Regions from separate parts of the Rattus norvegicus genome. Here region 2 is linked to region 1. The links are chromatin contacts, called in public Hi-C maps. All regions are on one chromosome and are shown on one strand. Each heading gives the region's core, a stretch centred on a gene start, on an enhancer-like site or on the middle of the called end of the contact. The rest is flanking DNA. Distances are from core to core; before and after follow the strand shown.

Region 1 (3,076 bases), core at 283-2,782:
ATAAAGCTAAGATTTGAAGGACGTAAAATCCAACGCTATCCACTGTCTTTTGCTCTAGTCCCCTTCTCACAATATTCTCACATAAACATTTTCTTATGGGGAGTAAAATAAATTCTTGGTGACTGTTTTTTCTTATGTAGCCATCACAAAAGAAAACTTAATCCATCCTTTAATGAGATGGACAATGGACAGTTTGCATGGTTAGGGTGACATTGTAAAGTATGATCATGAAGTCCTTTTAGTTTATACTTAACCATCTGGTCAACAGTTCAATTGCAAACAAACATATTTTATTAACCTATAATCTGAGCTACTTGTGAGGATAAGGCAGGAGAACTGCAAGTCCAATACTTGTTTGGCAATATACTAAAAATATTTTTCCACAGTATTTCAGAATAAAAATGGGTAGAGGTGGAGACGAGAGGCAATTAGGCCGCTAAGAAATGCCTTGGGCTTGAGTGACTTAGCATATCCCCAGACTTTCCCTCGTAATATTAAACCACATTATCACAACTTTGACTTTAGGAACTCTGGAGCTAATTGAAATAAACAATGTGTCCAGAGTCAGGAAAAATTAGTATCCTGCAGGGAATGGATAGGTTATGTAGAACTGTTCTTTGGGAAAATGTTCTCCTTCTATTGGATTCTATCTCTGCATTTGTGTATTCTAGAGACATGCAAAAGAAAGCCCAATGTATCACCAACATGGGCCCACAACATTAGGTGCTTCTCTTGTTAACAAATTAGGATAGTATAAAGTGGCCTGTCTTTTGTTATATGCCCATTAATGTGTGTGTGTATACACACACACAGACACACACACACACACACACACACACAGTATATGGTTTAGATATGGTCATTTATTTCTTACAGAAATCCAAGCCTATTTAAACAGACAAAATGTTCCTTTAATGAACTAAAATGAACTTGCATAAACCATTAAGAACAAGGATGACACCAAAACCAAATCAGTTTAGGACTGAGCTCCTCGACGATTTCAGGGAAAGTGAAAAGCTATGGGAGGAGGAAGAGTGTGCGAATGTGTGAATAGAGCAGGAGACTGGAAACGTCTTTTACTCGTTTTCCAGATAGGTTCCCCAAAGGCGAAGTTTTCTTCTTAAGGCACAGCAGAGTCTGCTTGCGTTCAGCCTCTTAGCTCATGAAGTTGTGAAGTCCTCTTTCCTAGAGCTTAGTATTTTTTTTACAGGAGCATGGACGTTTTGATAGTGTTGTTTTCTTCCACATTTTAAGCAGTCCGATGGTGTTGTTTATCAAGAGGCAGGCCCTGGCATTCTTGTTCTACCAGAAATGATTTTCGGATTTTCGGCCTCTATCAGCACTAGGCTGGGGAACAGCTTCACTCTCTGATCTTTCGGCAGAAAGCTGTCATTTCCTTGTGGTGCTGAAGTTTAGGACCAAACTGAGCATGCGCTGCCTCCAATTCCCCACACAGCCACCCCTCCCATCCTCTGACTCCGCCCCCACCCCGTCTCCCGTGAGCGTGATTGCGTCACCACGCTCCTGACCCCTGGCGACCCCGGAAGTGGGTCGGGGGCTTGGCCTCGGCCAGGCCAAGGAGCCGGCACAGATAGTGGTGGCCGCTGGAGTCCGGCCAACCGAGCCTGTCCGGTGGCGGAGGCCGGATGCGGCCCGAGCCGGGGGCCCAGGATGCTGAACGTCCCTTCCCAGGCTTTCCCGGCCCCCGGCTCCCAGCAGCGCGTTGCCTCCCAGGGGCGTAGCAAGGTAAGTGGCGACGGCCGTTCGCCTACTGACTCAAACACCCCGAGTTTGTTCAAGTTGCTGAAGTTGTCCTCTGTAGGTCTACTCAGTACCCTGCTTCCGGCGTGGTTGCTTTTCTGCCTCAAGCTGTCCTCTCCAGTCTTTTGTTCTTTATAGTCAGAAGGAAAAGGCTGAGCAGTGGCAGCCAGAGAGACTTATCTGAAAGACTGGTGGCTAGGGAAGACTGGAGTCTGCAAACCTCCCATCAAATTTGGTGTCACCTTTCCACGTCACACTCCTCTGTGTATAAGAGAACCAATTGTTCCAGCTCTGCCTCATCTGTGGACACCCCTGGTTGACTCTGAGTCCGGTACCGTGCTCTTGACTATTTGTTGAATATGGTTACTGTGAGCAGCAGGTGGAAATACAGGTATATAGTTACAAGATTCTACAAAAATTGTGCAGTGTATTCATTGCAAGGCCAGTGCTGTTTGCTGAATGTTATTTTGGTAGTCCTTAAGTTTGTGACCACATCTTGTGTTTTCTTTTGAGACTTCTGTCTTCTTGGGCTACTCGATTTCTTTTTTGAGTTTTACTTTATATGACTTTAAGACTTTCACTGAATGTTTTACTTTTTCTCCACTTAGATCTGGGGTTTTGACCTTTGATCAGAAAATGGGTGGAGGTTTTTCATTTGTTTTTTGAAAGTGTCTGTTCCAGCTTTATTCATACATAGTACTCGGATGTTTTGTGGGCTCACTATGGCTGCGTGTATCTTGAGTCCTTTTCCTGTGTCCATTGAATCTTCACAGTTACCCTGAAGATGGGGGTGTTTACTATCTCCATTCTGGGTAAAAAGAAATAGGTTAATGAAAGTCTGCATCAGTCACGTAAGCTTGTGATAGGATTACACCGTTTCCTTCAAGGCTGTGTGTGTGTGGCTGCTCACCCGCCATCGACTGTGAATCTTGCTCTCCTTAAGTTAAATGCTTGGCTCCATAGTCAAAGCTTGCCCTGTGCAGAATGAGAAAGCCAATCTGCCTTTCTTCATTAAAATGGGTATGTTCTCAGCCTTCAGTTAAAGGAGAAAACTTCTAGGCAAAGGTAACAAGTTCCTTAGATGTGGTAGCAGAAAAGAGGGCAAAGTAAAATCTTTGTGTAATTTACTAGGAACCTCAGGTGGGATTAATTTTTTTGTTATAAAATGAGACAATCTTGATCCCTCGAGAGACTGAGTTAGGACTGGATGAAACAGTCTGATAAAGTTTTCAAAAACGGAACACAGACGGAGAGGTTGACAAATTGTTAAGAGAATAGACTTGAAGTAGGAGAGAGATGTCTTTCCAAAACCCAC
Region 2 (3,076 bases), core at 403-2,902, 230 kb after region 1:
GAAAACATTCTAAGCCTAGATTAGATTGTATGGAGGCTAGAGGCTTCCAGGACTAGGCCTACGTTAGCAGACAGAGGCAACCTCAGAGATGACAGTTACATCAGGCAAATAAAAGTTACTCTTACTGCCTTCCTCGTCCTTTTCCATTCTCCTTCTATAGCCCCCCTACCCCCACTCCCTGGGGAGAAATCATGTTTATTACCTGCCTTCTCGGTGTTAGGATCTGGACCTGGTTTATCTCACTCTTTAAACAACCTCGAAGAGATCACTTATGAGAACCTGAAACCCAGTTACACGTGCTAAAGGGTGAAGCAAGTGGGATCCAGATCTACTGAGGAACCACTGAGGACTGTCTGCTTCCCACTGCTGGCCATGCACCTAGGAAGGTGACCGTCTAAGGTCTGAATGTCTGGTATCCCTATCACTTTCCAGGTGGCCTTTAAACACAGTACCACACGGAAACATTCCACTTCTTGCCTCCCGAACCAAAGTTTCTTTGTTTCCATACAGGGATAGACCCACTGGCCACTCAGAGCTATGGCAAAGATCAGAAAGACAGAGCACGAGTCTCCTCCCTTCCAATACACAGTAGGTGTTCTGGCTTTCGAAACCTTCTCCACTGCCTTGCAGGTTACTATCATCACACAGAACCAGAAAAATGGCCCTCAGATAGTAAAGATACTGCAAATCAGGGCCCTGGTGAACGAATACATGGGGGGTGGGAATAACAGAGCATACGACTCGCCAATTTCATGCCTAGGCCAACATTAGAGATTAACATATATCCACACTCGCACTTGCATGATTGGTCAGAGCAGCGTTATTCATGACTGTCCGAAATGGAAGGGCCCCAAATGCTGTCAATTGAATACTTAATAAGCAAGGTGCATTCTATCTACAAAATGGCAAACTACTCACTAAAGGCATGCTGTCGCACACATAAACCCTGAAAACACCATGTTAAGTAAAAGAAGCCAGACTTCAAAGACCACACAGCCTATATGGTTCCATTTCTATGAATATCTGTAACAGCGAAACTTGGAGACAAAGCAGTAAGTGACAGCCTAAGGCTGGGGAAGGACAAGGAGCCCAGAGAAACTGCTAAAGGATAAGGGGTTTCTTCTTAGGAATGATACATGTATTCTGCAACTGACTGGTGAAGCCTATGTAATTCTAAAACAGTTGTCATACATACTATACGTGGGTGAATTGAATGATGTATAAATTATAACTGAAGAAAGTTAACTTTGAAAAAAAATGGGTTGAACCACTCTCCTATAACCAGAAATTGAGCAAAATGTTTGTTCAACATGGTTCTCTCCCTCTCCGTGTATGTGTATATGTGTGCCTGTGTGCGTGCTTGCGTGAGCACGTGCACACATGCACCATGAAGGGAACCGCTGGAGAGACTGGGTGAGAAGATGGCATTGAGCTAACAGGTGCCAGCATTTGAAATGAGAACGAACTGAGGACTGCTGGGTAGTTCTGTAGGTGGGAGAGAAGGCATGTGCTGATGGGGTGGGTAATGTTTTCAGATGAAAGCGCTTACAAGACAACTTTACAATAAATACTACAAGAAATACGGCTTTAGCTTACCTCCTTCATAAACCGTTCAAATTCTTCATCAAGGTCTACTTTGGAATAGTGGGCCATAACTAATAATTTTCACGTCACAAAGAAAGTATCCTAAAATTATTTACAGCATTGGAAACCCTGAATGGCAGAAACAGAAGAAAAAATAAACACCTCTTGAGGAAAACAACATCATTAAAGCAACACTACTTTAAACTTCAACTTATCAAGACAGTCTTGCATATGGACACACTGATATAACTTGACAATTATACTGCAATTGCAATACATCATTGGAAGTCTAATTCATTGAAACTAATTGTCTTGTGAATGTTATCTTCTCAAGGTCAGTTAAGAGGTGGGCTCTGAGATACTTTCCTGTATATGTATTTGTCTCTGCTAATACCTCTCATAATCAAGGTCCACACAGAGAATATTTTTTTTTATAAAACGCAGGAAGTGGAGGGACCATTTTTTTTTTCTTGTAAAGCACAGTACAGGTTGTCCTGCTTCATTTATGTATTTTCAAATTAAGGGTTTTGCAAAATGGACTTTCTACAACCAGGGATTTTTTTCCAGATATAAACAAAGTGAATTTACAAGACTCAGAATATAACAAAGAATTTAATGATGCATATCTGAAATCCCTACACTTTAATTGGGAGGCCAGCCTGAGTTTCAGGTTAGTCTGAGCTATACAATAGAACTGTCTTAAAATATCCCCAAGGAGCACAAAATACCCTTGAAAGTTAATGACATGCACTAATTACTATTTATGTTTCTCTTGAAACAAAGGCAGGCTAAACAAAACCGAATACCTTGAATGGGATCTAGTCAAGATGCAGCTTAAAGCTCAACTTCAGATAGGTGAGGTCATCTTCAGATCCTAACTTCTGGATTTAACTCTTTGGGGCAACACAAACAAACCCTACTTTTCTTTTCTAAGGGTAGCAGCGAGAGGACTCGAGCGTATAGTTTGCCCACCATCTTCCAGGAGAACACCTAATGCTTTTATTTGCATTTTCGACCAATAGGTCCAAGGGACAGGATGAGGAGTTGGACAAGCAACTTAGTCAGAGGCAAACCCCATGAAAGGGCCCTCAGCCAGGTGTGTCCAGGCTGCAGGAAGCGCAGATTTGGCGGCTGGCTCGAAGCAAATACACACCAACTTGAAGTCCTGGCAGAAGAGCGGAATAACGCGAAAAACAAAGTTCGGAGACCGGGCCTGAGGTACAACCTGGAAACAACAGGGTCGCGGACCACCACAACGCCTCACCTACCTGCTCCTGGGATCCCGCGCTCTCCCGGAAAGTCTGGGGCAGCCAGCTGTTGTCAAGGCAACATACCTCCACGGGCGGGCTCCGGGTTATCACGTGATCCCCTTGCCATGTGACCCACGGAGCATCCAGACAAGCTGCCGGTCTTCCGGTGTCTTTCAAATAAAGATTGGAACCATCACGGCTCTGCAGGGTGTGGTGGCCTTAAGGGATGTGGGCGCCTCAGC

What was found. Hi-C and Micro-C count contacts between places; a contact is called where the count stands out from the background.
Region 2: a contact with region 1 is called in a Hi-C map of kidney, with 4 times the contacts expected there. The contact joins the promoter of Cep162 here to the promoter of Cyb5r4 in region 1. A contact is called at or near these places in 7 of 12 Hi-C or Micro-C datasets (the A7r5 cell line, Schwann cells, frontal cortex and 4 more) and 1 of 1 datasets of contacts at active chromatin or transcription factors (oligodendrocytes).

What each region holds. Positions count from the first base shown.
Region 1 is chr8:96,859,557-96,862,632 of GRCr8, forward strand. Cyb5r4 (cytochrome b5 reductase 4) reads left to right here and starts at 1,533. Exons shown (of 16, transcript NM_133427.3): 1 at 1,533-1,746. The coding sequence starts at 1,672.
Region 2 is chr8:97,085,068-97,088,143 of GRCr8, forward strand. Cep162 (centrosomal protein 162) reads right to left here and starts at 1,653. Exons shown (of 26, transcript NM_001277060.1): 1 at 1,597-1,653. The coding sequence starts at 1,653.